3 separate regions of the Mus musculus genome follow, and regions 1 and 3 are each linked to region 2. A link is a contact called in public HiChIP or PLAC-seq and promoter capture Hi-C data. All regions are on one chromosome and are shown on one strand. Each heading gives the region's core, a stretch centred on a gene start, on an enhancer-like site or on the middle of the called end of the contact. The rest is flanking DNA. Distances are from core to core; before and after follow the strand shown. Region 1 has its middle 13 kb from the start of Trim24. Region 2 has its middle 61 kb from the start of Gm33429. Region 3 holds the start of Svopl (SV2 related protein homolog (rat)-like).

Region 1 (4,403 bases), core at 114-2,613, 260 kb after region 2:
TTTGAAGGCTCTGTCCAATTATACCTCTGAAAGGTTCTCTTTCTGGTGTGTAGACCTCCCACAGGCCACATGTAGCCTTTCCTTGATGTTGTCAAGTTTGCTGAGAGGAGGAAAGCTCTATCTGTCTTCCTCTTTTGAAGGCATGGATCTAATGGAATTGAGCTTGACATACATATAGTAAGAAACACATAATTTGTTTTGTCTGTTAAGGGCCAACTAACTCCATTTTTCCTCCTTTTTTAGTGAAACATAGTGTTAGAATTTGCTTTAAGCCCGGCGTGGTGGCACATGCCTTTAATCCCAGCACTCCGGAGGCAGAGGCAGGCGGATTTCTGAGTTCGAGGCCAGCCTGGTCTACAAAGTGAGCTCCAGGACAGCCAGGGCTATACAGAGAAACCCTGTCTTGAAAAAAAAAAAAAAAAAAAAAAAAATTTGCTTTATTTCTATGTAGTTCCCTGTGGTGTTTCTTCTGTAATCATGTCCAAGCTTGTGGTTTTTTTTTTTTTTTTTTTTTTTTTTTTTGGTTTCCGAGTCAGGGTTTCTCTGTGTAGCCCTGGCTGTCCTGGAACTCACTTTGTAGACCATGCTGGCCTCGAACTCAGAAATCCGCCTCCCGAGTGCTGGGATTAAAGGCCAAGCCTGGTTTTTTGTTTGTTTTTGTTGGTTTTGTTCGTTTGGTGTGCTTTTTACTTGTTCTTCCTTTATAATCTTGTGATTTACATGTCCTAAGTTGTTTCTGTTGTTTTATTATATGTTACAAGAACTGGCTGACCATAACACCATAACATATATCTTTTCCCATAATCATAAAAATAGCTAACTAATTTACTAACTGCAAAAATTCTGCTTTTGCGCCGGGCGGTGGTGGCACATGCCTTTAATCCCAGCACTTGGGAGGCAGAGGCAGGCAGATTTCTGAGTTCAAGGCCAGCCTGGTCTACAGAGTGAGTTCCAGGACAGCCAGGGCTATACAGAGAAACCCTGCCTCGAAAATCAAAAAAAATAAAAATAAAAAAATGCTGCTTTTGCAATCAAAGGTCAGACAGAGCCTGACTATAAAAGGTTCCCTTGCTTTTTAGTCAGGGCTACTTCTCACTCCTACTTCCAGTGAGATTGCAAGTTTAGTCTAGCCATAAAAAAAATTTCACATTGAAACATTCCTGTGTTTGCTCCTGGTTTTTCTCATCACAATGTTGTCTTAGTTATTTTTATATTGCTGTAATAAAAGGCCATGATCCAAGTAACTTGGGGAAGAAAAAGAAGTCAGGGTAGGAACTCAAGGCAGGAGAGTGGAGGCAGTGAATGAAGCAGAGGCCAGAGGCCATGGAGGAAGGCTGCTTACCGGCCTGCTCAGCTTCCTTTCTTACACAACCCAGGCCCATCTGCCAAGGACCATTCCCTCTCACATCAATCATTAAACAATGAAATGCCCATACACTTGCCTACAAGATGAAGGTATTTTCTCAATTGAGGTTCTCCCTTCCCCGAAGACTCTAGTTCTAACAAATTGACATAAAATAATTAACCAGGACTTGTGTTTGTCCCAGTTCCTGACACCCTTGTAAGGTCCTGAATGACAGAGATAAAGGGAGAATATTTTATTCTAATATACCTTTGGCTTTGGTGGCTTTCAGAGACGCTGCATCAGAATCCTTGGAATTTCCTGAGTGATAGATGAGTACTGAGAGCCTTCTGTTATTCATATTGAGCTTCTTCCTCCATGCATAGGTGAGAGTCACCTAGGGCTCTTTCAAGGTAAACACCTAGTAGGGGAATTGGTACTTTCCCCGCCCCACCACCTCTGTTAAGGGACAGGGGCCAGAAATGGATTCAGCCTGGACAAAGATTTAATCACCTGTGTAATGAAGCCTCCATAAAAACCTATAACTGATAAGGTTTGGAGAGCTTCCGGGGTGGCAACAAAACAAAACAAGTATTGGGGGAACAGTGCCCCCTGTGCAACCACACCTCCCATGATCGCCTGACCTCCCTGAGATTTCATCTTTGTAATGCATCATAAATGAATGAAGCAGTGTGTTCTGGAGGTTTAGCTACCTGCTCTAGCATGGAAAAGGATGGTGGGTGAATAAAGAAAAAAGAAATAAAAAGGAAAGGAAATGTCATGGCTGCTCCTAGCTGTGGTGAAGAAGAAACTTTATTGTGAATAATATTGTGTTGTAAATATATTCTTAAGGTCTACGATGGTTAGATAGGACTGGACTACAAAACATCCAATCCTGCTGGCTATAGTGGCTCATGCCTTTAATCCTAGAGCTTGGGAGACAGAGATAGGCAGATCTCCATGAGTTCAAGGCCTGCCTGGATGACACAACAGCCAGAGCTACATAGTGAGACCCTGTCGTTCTAGGGAGTGCTATCAATCTCTTTACCTCCTCGTTCTTCTAGTTCCTGGATGCGTTTTTTCCCTTCCTTCCTTCCTTCTTTCCTCCCTCCCTCCCTTCTTTTCTTTCTTTCTTTCTTTCTTTCTTTCTTTCTTTCTTTCTTTCTTTCTTTCTTTCTTTCTTTCTGTTGTTTGTTCGTTTTTGGTTTAGTTGTTTAGTTGTTTGTTTTGAGACAGGGTTTTGAGGGACCCTAAGGGCTTTTCCAGTCCCAAACCCTCCTTACAGCTTCCCCCTCCTGCCTCCGGTCAAGGCTAGGCCAAGTTCTATTCTCCATTAACAGGAACAAACTTGAGTAAAAAATAATTAGAATGTACTGACTGATACCCTCTGGAAAGTCCCAGGTATAGTTCAAATGAGTGTCGTGCTTGCTAGCCAATAGATTTAAAGGTTGATATGCCTAGCCAATAAGTTTGAACTATAACCTTGCTGATGTAACCTGTGCCCCTAAAAAGTATAAAAACTGTTTGTAGTAGCCATTCAGGGTTGCCTTCTCGTCATTCTCCCAGAAGGACTGATTGAGGGTTGACCCCCCCCCCCCCAACTCAGGAAAATAAACCTCTTGCTTTTGCATTGATCTGCATCTTGGTGTCTCACTCAAGGGCATCTCGAAGTAAGTACCACTGACAGAGGGTTGGGGTCTGACAGTTTCTTTATGTAGCCCTGGCTGTCCTAGAACTCACTTTGAAGGCCAGGTTGGTCTTGAACTCACAGACATCTGCCTGCCTCTGCCTCCCTCTTTCTGGGATTAAATTCAGGTACCACAACCATCTGGCTGCTTGTTTGTTTGTTTGTTTGTTTGTTTGTTTTTTGTGAGACAGCTCAATAGTTAAAAGCACTAGCTGTTCTTCTAGAAAACTTTGAGTTCAATTCTTAGCACTCACAACTATCTATAATTCAAGTTCCAGGGAATTTGATACCTTCTTTTGGCCTCTGTAGGCAATAAATGTACATAGTGCACAGACATACCTGTAGGTAAAACACCTATATTCATAAAATAAAAATAGCTTTTCAAAATAAGAACAATAAAACAAAATTATAGCAGGAAAACCAGACACAAGGGCTTTTCAGACATACCAGAACACGGGAGAAGTGTAAGTCTCTTACTTGGATCACATGCAGGGATAAGGATCTAACATCAAGATGGCAGAGATTCCCACTGTATTAGTCAGGGCTCTCTGGAGTCACAAAATCTATACAATGAATCTCTCTATATGTATAAAAAGGGAATTTATTGGAATGACTTACAGGCTACAGTCCAACTAATCCAACAATGTCTAATTGTGAACAGAAAGTTCAGGAATCTACTAGTTGCTCAGTTCCATAAGGCTGGGTGTCTCAGCTGGTCTTCTGTATATGCTGGAATCCCAAAGAAATAGGCTTCGATGCCAATAAAGGAATAGGTGTGCTAGCAAGGCAAGAGCAAGCTGGCAAAAAGCAAACCCTTTAGTCTTCCATGTCTTTATATAGACTAGCAGAAGGTATGGTCCAGATTTAAAAAAAAAAAAAAAAAGGCTGTCTTCCTGCCTCAAGATTTGGCTTAAAGACATGTATCTTTTTGTCTCAAGAGCTGAATCAAAAGCCTGTTTCTACTCACATCAAAATCTAAATTAAGGTCATGTTGCCTCTGTGCCTCAAAGATCTGAATCAGAGGTATTATCTTCCTACATCCAAAGTCCGAACTAGAAGTGACTGACATCAAACCAAGCAGAAAATCTCCACATTTATGAATTGTAGTTCATTCTAGATATAGTGAAGCTGACAACTAAGAATAGCCATCACACCCAATGACCTGTCATCGAATGCTTTCAGCATGCATGAAGAGATCCTGGTTGTCCTAGGGCCTTTGAATTGGATTGGCACCCAGTGTTGACATGACTTATTTGAATTACCATTTGTTTGTTTCTCTGTCCATCCATTCTCCCATTTCTTCACCTGGACCCAGTATTGTTCTTTTCCCCCAGTAGCTAGACTCAATTCTGAAGCTTTTCTCCCGAACCTGTG
Region 2 (3,955 bases), core at 1,261-3,760:
TGTGCATTATTCATTGTGTCTGCCTAAAGTCTCTGGACACTGGTACTGGAGAGGGCCATACCTTTTCCCACTGCTGATTTTCTCCAGGAGAAAAGCCTTTCTGGGAGGGGACTAAATGGTGGAATATGTGAATTTTCTCTTCATCAAAGTTGAGAACAAATATAAAGATGTGAATGCCCAGCTCAGGGCCTGAGATGACTGGAGGTTCAGTGACACTGAAAACTGCCTGCGGAAAGTGTGTAGGAAAACATCATGGATCTATAGAACAAAGATGGCTCTTCACAGCAATCTTCCAAATAAATAGTATTCAACATATGCAGCAATATTTTTTGGTGTCTGCCATGAGAATAACAAACCAAGTATTTATAAATCATAAACTAGCCTTTTCCTTTCATGCTACTCAAAAGCTCTGAGATTTTGTAAGTTAATTGCAAGCCATTGCCCGTGGTGATTGGCAGTATATCACAAGCCTGGCTGCCAAAAGCACTCTTTGCTATTGAGAAGAAAATGGAAATGAATATTCTCCAAACTGCTCCCTTAAATTCCCTAACAGGCTTTGGGTTTGAGCTGCAACTCAGCACATCTCCTTAATCAGGTTTTTTTCCCCCCTCAATGTCTGTTAGCTCGGCCATATTGTAAGTGAGCATTGCTTTGATTAAGGATTCTACTTGAGATCAAAATTATAAATTAAAACAAAGAATCAAACTATGATTTGGAGGTCCCCTGAAAAACTAAGACTTCACCATGTATGTGCAGTATAATGATTATCATAAGGATGAAACTGAGACCACCCACTTGGAAAAATAGGCTGAAAAGGAAAAAATTACACTATTAGCAGCTGTAAGAAAATGAGTAGATTTCTCGTCTCTCTGCTTTCTGAAGCTTTCACCGTTTTAGTGAGAATGTATTACTGTCAGAAACACGGAAGTATGAAAGTACTTGTCACGTGTTTATCTATGAGGGCAAGTTCATTCTTTCCCACATGTCAGGTTACAGATGTAAGCCCTAGAGCATCTTGTTTCAAGTCATGAGCTTTCTGATCTGAACTGTTTTAATTCATGACGATTGCTAACTAGGTTGTCAAACGCTTACAAAAGGAAAGAGTAGAAAGAAAATCTTTTGCAAAGAAATCTGTAAATAAGAGATTCCTGATGAAACTGTTCTTATCTGGGATCCTTGAGGAATGCTAGCATTACATAAGCATGTGGGAAGAGAGAAATGTCACACATGATATGATGCAAAACTCAATTTCCTATTACTCCATTAAAAAAAAATCTAGTAGGAGGACCATGGTATATTTGTATATAATTCATTGACAAAGCTGATTTAATAATCATGTGTTTTTCACACATGTTAGTATTTTATAAGTCCTACCCCCGACCCCTAGTTCCGGCCCTGATCCACCCTGTCCCAGCCCCAGCACCAGGTCCCACCCCTGTCCCAGCCCCAGGCCCCTTCACCTTGCTTTAATCTTCTGCATAAGCAGAAAAGGAGGAAGGAGAGGAAGGGAAGAAGAAATTGAGTTTGGTAATCCTCGACCAGGATGCCAGCCGTTCTGAGGCGATATTATCAGTCGCATTATCGGTTCTAGAAAAAGCATGCTCAGTAACATGAAAACATGCTCAAATTATATAAGCATGTGCAAATTGTTATGATACTGAGCAAGATCGTGGATAGATATATCCAGTGATTCACAAGCAAAACCTCCGTTGTTTCTCAATTTGGGGAATGATATTCTCCAAAATGTTTATTTGTTTCCAGTCTTTTTTGCTCCATTGTTGCTTTTAATAACATTTTTAGGCCAGCAATTTACTTAAAGAGAAGAAAGAACTGAGTGCACAGAACTGTCCTCTGACCTAAGGACATAAATGTGTCTACTGAAGTATTTTATCATGAGTATAACGACAACCCCAGTACACAAATTCCTTCATTTGCTCGTGGCAGTTTCTTAGAGTTTTTCTCTTCTCTTTCTCCACTCTAACTGGAGGAACACCACTATTTCCATCATCGCTGACCAGAAGGCTCCTCATCTGACTTTAAAAGTCTGAAAGACTGAGTGTTGGAAAAGAATAATCTCAATGTTGCAGGAAGGATCACATGAATAGTGAGGAAGTAACTCCAAGGCGATTTCCTTTTGCAAAGAGAGTGCATCACATCCCGAACAGGGCCAGCACGGGAGCCTGATGGTCATCCCTAGAGAAAGGCGGCAGCGACAGTTGGTTATTTCTCTTCGATTGGGCGGTCAACCTCGCAGACTAGTTCTGATTGGCTAATTTGGAAAGCTGCAGGAAGGAAGCAAAGGAAAGAAGAGAGGGACGGGCTACTGTCCAATCCATCCGTTCCAGGGATTTAGCAGGTCTTGTGCATAAACAAAAGTTTTACCAGGTAGAGTTTGAATCCCTTCACACATACATTTTTACAAGGTAAGAGAGGTTTTGTAGAATACTGGTGCTTGGCAGGCTAGCTGCCTTTGATGGGGGAAGGGAGGATTTCTCAAGAGCAAAGGTCAGGGGAGGCCACTAGGGGAGCCCAAGTCTATCTTTGTTTTAGCTCGGGCACTGTGAATAACAAACGCCCTCTTCTCAAAAGGAGGCAGAATATGGGAAAAGATCCTTCTCAAGTCTGATTTCTCATAATCTCCGAAAGGAAAGCCTTCTACATCCTGCTTGCTAAGCCTCCCATAAGGAAAAATTACTATTCATTTGCCTACGCTCACACATTCACACAGTTTCCTCTGGATTCTAATCTTCTCGTAATGGAGAACAAAGGTCTTCACAGTACTACTAGGCTTTGCCCTCTAGTTCAGGTTTAGAAACCGCTGGGCTCTCTTGCCTCTGGGCGAGCCTGTCTACTGCATTTCACAGAGGAGGAAGAAACGAAAAGCAGAGGAAAGACTGTATAGCCCTAAGCTTTTTTTCTTCACTTCTGTACGATCTGCCTAGGAATCCCCAAAGCAAGTAGAAGATAAATAAGCCCTGGTCTATTCTTCCTTTGTTTGAGATTTAACTCTCAAGGAGATTTCCTTCAAGGATTGGATTTGAGGAGGCCTTTTCACTTTGTATAGATGATTTGAGCAGATCATTTGCATCTATAAAGGGACGGAGGAAACCCTGAATGGTGGCCACTTCTATAGAAGAAACAGTGAAGGAGCTTCGTGAATTTATTCTACCCTGCGCATGGGAAAAGCACAGAGTAGAGTTTTCAGGGCCCAAATATCATCCCTAAATAGCTATAGCTCTCTTTGCAATCGCTTCACGTCACCAGTTTCAAAGCTACAATCCCCGGAAAACAAAAATTCCAGATAGTCTTAGTCATATTCTCTCTCTCTCTCTCTCTCTCTCTCTCTCTCTCTCTCTTCGTGTGTGTGTGTGTGTGTGTGTGTGTGTGTGTGTGTGTGTGATCCAGTATTAAATACAATATTAACCCAGTGTAACCAGCAAGTCAAGAAAAATGATAACTACAAACTGAAAACCTTGGAGCCTCTTCTATCAACAGATTTCTTTCACAAATCAGATACTGCTCAAGCTATATGTTCTCATTTGTTCTCAGTTAAGTGATGCTCCCCTTATTAAAGCCAAGTAGACTTTCCTAAGAGAAATAACAAAATAAAATGCAGAGCAACTGAACAACAACAACAAAAAAAAATGATTACAATTAAGGAGATAATAAAGAGGAAAAGAAGAGCAGACATAAATCACAACAAATGGAACAGAGGCAAGATCCAAGTTATAATACCATACAGGTCTATTTATGATTTATATATCATGGGCTAGGAGGATTTTTTTTTTTCACTGTGGAGGAGGGGCTGTGAACAAAGAGTGCTCATGCACACCCGGGGAACAGTGTCAGATTTCACACACAGAGACAGCAGAGACTCTGCGGACCCGAGTAACACAGCAGCTCTCCACACTGACAGACAGAAGAGCTTCCCTGAGCCCCTTCATCTACCACCCGG
Region 3 (4,043 bases), core at 1,084-3,583, 450 kb after region 2:
ACACACACACACACACACAAGGGAAGGAGCAAGGAAGCCCAAACACATCACTTAAAGAGATCAAAAGCATACTTGGGCTCTGGCCAGCATTACGGTTTTCTGAGTTAAAACTTAGGTACACAAACCCAGCTAATCGCTGTGGTAGCTGTCTTAGTCAGGGTTTGTATTCCTGCATAAAACATCATAACCAAGAAGCAAGTTGGGGAGGAAAGGGTTTATTCAGCTTACACTTCCACATTGCTGTTCATCACCACCAAAGGAAGTCAGGACTGGAACTCACACAGGGCAGGAATTTGGAGGCAGAAGCTGATGCAGAAGCCATGGAGGGATGCTGCTTACTGGCTTGCTTCCCCTGGCTTGCTCAGCTTGCTTTCTTATAGAACCCAGGACTACCAGCTCAGAGATGGTACCACCCACAATGGGCTAGGCCCTCCCCCCCCAACCCCCTTGATCACTAATTGAGAAAATGCCTTACAGCTGGACCTCATGGAGGCATTTTCTCAAGGGAGGCTCCTTTCTCTGTGATAACTCGAGCTTGTGTCAAGTTGACACACAAAAGAAGCTCATGGGGAATGCACTAAGAGGCAGGAATTCTAGGATGGAAAAGTACATTATCTTAAAGTAAACCCATGTTCCCAGGAGTGGTCCCCTAGCCAGGTTCACTGGACCTTCCCCACTGGATTAACCCTTGAGGAAGTAGACAAGGGCCTGTCTCAATCTGGAGCTAGGTTCAGATCTTAAAACAGTTGATCTCACCCCTTCAGGAGCCTGCCAATGCGGGAAGTCACTTCTAAAATGACTGTCCTTTTTCCAAACACTGTTGAGACACTTCTTGGAGAGGTGTTCTTATTTGGTAAAGGTGTGTCACGTACACATGCGCTCGAGTACACACACACACACACACACACACACACACATACACACAGGGACCGGAGAACTCCTTGTGAGCTGCCTTCCCTCACCCCTTGCCCCCAGACATTTGTGTGCATGTGGAACATGGAGAACAACCTCAGGTGTCATCCTCTGGAATGTCACCCATCACCCTTGAGACAAGGTCTCTCCTTGGCCTGGAGCTTACTGCTTAGGCTAGACTGGCCGGCCAGTGAGCCCCACGTAATCCTCCTGTTTCTGCCTCCTCAACACCGAGATTATGAGTGTATGCTACCTCATATACTGGCTTTTTACGTATGTACTGGGGATCTAAACTCAGCTCCCATGCTTACACGAGCTAGCCCTTTCCCTCTGCCATCTCTCCATCCTCTAGTTGGTAACTTTTTATGAAGTAGTGGCATCTAATTACACAATGGACTCTGTAGTGCATTAAATACTCTCCTTCCCCAACAGCCATCGGTCGTTGCCAACAGCTCCTCAGGTAGGTGAGGGTCTCATGAGGAAGAAGAGAGGGGAGGGGAAGGAGGAAGGGATGGAGGAAGGAGGGAGGGAGGAAAGGAGGAGAAGAGGGAGGACAGGGCAGAAGCTAAACCAAACTAACCCAGAGAAACAAGGAAAAGAACTAGCATCCCAGACAGCTCTTCCTCAAACACTGAAGTGAGGATGCAAGGCATGCCCCTCAAACAGCCAGAGAAGGGGATACGGATAGACATGGAGAGATTAAGGGTTGACTCTGCCACTCAAAAGTGCAGGAGGGGCCCCAAGTAACCAAACTCCCAGAAGACTGATAACTTCATTCTATTGTCTTTTGATATACTGAATAGAAGCCAGAAAAAATTGGGCCCCTATAGATCTTTTTTATTGATGTGTGATGCAATTGTTTTATAGCATCATCAATAAGGGGCTGGGAGAATACTTATATAAGGACCCCAATTTCAAATTCCTAGAACCCATATAAAAAGCCAGTATGGTTGTGGCCCTCTATAACAGCACCAGGGAGGGCAGGGCGGGGAGGGGCACTGGGTTTCGCTGGCTGCCAGCAGAGCTCCATGTTCAGTAAGAGACTCTTTCTCAAGGGAGTAAGGGGACAGGGATACAGAGAGCACCTGGGGTCCTCATCTGACTTCTGGGAATGTGCATAGGGCATAAGCCTATGTGCATGCACACACACACACACACACACACACACACACACACACACACACATTTACACACACACACATATACCTCCACATATACAATACATAAATACTTAAAAAAACAATTCGCACTCCATTTGCTTCCAGCCACACACAAATAGTCAGCTCCCCTCCCTACACTGAACAGCAGCAGTAAAAACAGCCTGTTGCCTGAAAGTTTCTCACCTCTGTGTTCCTTGGAACTTTCCGATTCCAGGTCCCTGTGCGCTGGCTGGCTGTCTCCCCACAGCCCTCTGGCAGCACTGGGGGCCTCTCTCCTCTGAACTCACCTTTTAGAGCGGCCTGGCCCCTTCCCTCCCCCCACTCCTTTCATCTCACTTCTCCAGACTGGATTCATTAAGGAGCCACCTGGCGTTCTGAGGTCACACCCCCTCCAAAACAGCCCTCACCGGATCCCTTGTTAAAGAGAAAATAACAGTGTTCTCAGAGAGATTGAAGCTGCCAAGCCTCCGAGTGCCTTCTTTAGATGGGTGACCAGAAGAACACCAGCACTGAGAACTTAAAACTCCCAGAGGGTCGTGGCAATAGGAGAGCCATGGGCTTCTCAAAGGCACTTAAAGCTGGTCTATTCTGTCAGCTGTCACTGGTTTGAGCATCCCCTCCACTGCCCAGGTCTTACAATCCCTCTTCTATAGTCTAGAGAGGTGGAGAGCCCCCTATGTGCCAAATGTGCCTGTGTTTGCGTTCCTCATCATGTACATCATTGGACAAGAAATGGAATTATTCTCCCTGCCAAGTTCATAGAAGATTTGGGCATTGCTTCTATCAACCCCAGTCAATCTTGACACAGGTCAGCAGATGGGGTCTAAAAGATAAGATTCTCAAGCTTCGGGAAGATGGCCAGTGGATAAAGTGCTCACCACACAAGCATGAGGACCTAAGTTCAAATCCCACAGAAGCTATGTAAAAGCCAGGCACAGTAGTGTGAGTCTATAATCTCACTGTGCCTATAGCAAGATGGAAGTCAGAGACAGGAACTTCCCTGGAAGCTCACAGGCCAGCGAGCCTGGTGTACCCAGTAGTCCTCTAATCTCCATAAGTGTCATGGAAGACATGTGCCTGCACCTGTATACACTAACACATGCAAGCATACTCCCATCTAAAAGGAAATTTTGAATACAATCAGCTCTTTATGTAAAAAGGACTTAGTCAACTGTAGAGCATTACAAATGTGACTTAGTCTTACTTCTAGGGTTTCGATAGAGTTGGCAGGTCTTCACCTGGATTCAGGCCATTTAGAAAGACCAGTGCACACTTTCCTCAGGCACTTGCGGGAACACCAGTCCAGGGATCCTAATACATTGGTTCTGGGCTCTCAGTCCCCCAACTATGAGGTAGTCTCCGCCTTTGTACACTGTTCCCATAGCTCACCATGCCTGCATCTCCTGCTCCAGTTACCCCAGCACAGTGTGTGTTGACAATAAACAGCGCCCCAAGCATGATGTCATGTGGTCATGTTTCATTTCTCAGGACTTAGCGATGCAGAGAGCCAGGCTGGGCCTCCCTCTCCCACAGAGGGCATTAGCTGTGCTTCCTCCTGTGGGGTGACAATATTTGAGAGTCCCTCAACTTGTAATGCTAAGCCCAAGACAAGGGGGAAGAGAAGGGAAAACAAACTAATCCTGCCCTGGGGATTAGGTTGTGCAACCCCATTGTTCGGCCTTGGCGTTGGCCTTTAAATGCTGGTGCTAAATGTTAAGGATTAATTTGGAATAACGACATCTTAAACAGTGAATAAAGCAGACATTTATTTTCATGATTATAACACTTGAAATACTGCAGGAACTTCAGGTGAGGGGGTTCCTGCCTGTCATCTCAGCATTTGGGAAGTAGAGGCAGGAGGAACCTGAGTTCAAAGTCAAGGACATCCTTGGCCGTGTGGTTATTTCCAGAACAGTTAAAGCTAGAGAGACCTTGTCTCAAACAGAAAGGAAGTAAAATAAAAATAAACTA

Evidence for each region. Promoter capture Hi-C pulls out the DNA fragments that hold promoters and counts their contacts. HiChIP or PLAC-seq counts read pairs in DNA pulled down with a chosen protein or histone mark.
Region 1: a contact with region 2 is called in an H3K27ac HiChIP or PLAC-seq map of embryonic stem cells, with 23 read pairs. The contact joins two enhancer-like sites. A contact is called at or near these places in 9 of 39 promoter capture datasets (the 3T3-L1 cell line, 3T3-L1-derived adipocytes, the C10 cell line and 4 more), 2 of 15 datasets of contacts at CTCF or cohesin (the NIH/3T3 cell line and large pre-B cells), 55 of 484 Hi-C or Micro-C datasets (the 3T3-L1 cell line, the AML12 cell line, B cells and 35 more), 30 of 115 datasets of contacts at active chromatin or transcription factors (the 3134 cell line, PVALB interneurons, T-cell acute lymphoblastic leukemia and 19 more) and 3 of 9 other capture datasets (adipose tissue, embryonic stem cells and liver).
Region 3: a promoter capture Hi-C map of liver shows a contact between it and region 2, with 9 times the contacts expected there. The contact joins the promoter of Svopl here to the enhancer-like site in region 2. A contact is called at or near these places in 20 of 39 promoter capture datasets (the 3T3-L1 cell line, 3T3-L1-derived adipocytes, the C10 cell line and 12 more), 2 of 15 datasets of contacts at CTCF or cohesin (CD8 T cells and pro-B cells), 17 of 484 Hi-C or Micro-C datasets (CD4 T cells, CD8 T cells, bone marrow-derived macrophages and 7 more), 17 of 115 datasets of contacts at active chromatin or transcription factors (differentiating embryonic stem cells, embryonic basal ganglia, embryonic fibroblasts and 10 more) and 5 of 9 other capture datasets (adipose tissue, embryonic stem cells, liver and 2 more).

The regions. Positions count from the first base shown.
Region 1 is chr6:37,856,033-37,860,435 of GRCm38.p6, forward strand. No RefSeq gene overlaps it. Among named protein-coding and RNA genes, the nearest start is that of Trim24, 13 kb to the right of the region's middle. Within about 2 kb of position 1,364, at least 13 of the 459 cell types and tissues checked have an H3K27ac peak or open chromatin away from gene starts, as enhancers often do. A contact at or near this core is called in embryonic stem cells and stem cell-derived epiblast-like cells, where this site is marked.
Region 2 is chr6:37,590,056-37,594,010 of GRCm38.p6, forward strand. No RefSeq gene overlaps it. Among named protein-coding and RNA genes, the nearest start is that of Gm33429, 61 kb to the left of the region's middle. Within about 2 kb of position 2,511, at least 120 of the 459 cell types and tissues checked have an H3K27ac peak or open chromatin away from gene starts, as enhancers often do. A contact at or near this core is called in 3T3-L1-derived adipocytes, CD8 T cells, adipose tissue and 12 more, where this site is marked.
Region 3 is chr6:38,044,663-38,048,705 of GRCm38.p6, forward strand. It overlaps Svopl (SV2 related protein homolog (rat)-like), which reads right to left and starts at 2,334. Exons shown (of 16, transcript NM_177200.4): 1 at 2,256-2,334. Atp6v0a4 (ATPase, H+ transporting, lysosomal V0 subunit A4) reads right to left here. Exons shown (of 21, transcript NM_080467.3): 21 at 3,821-4,043.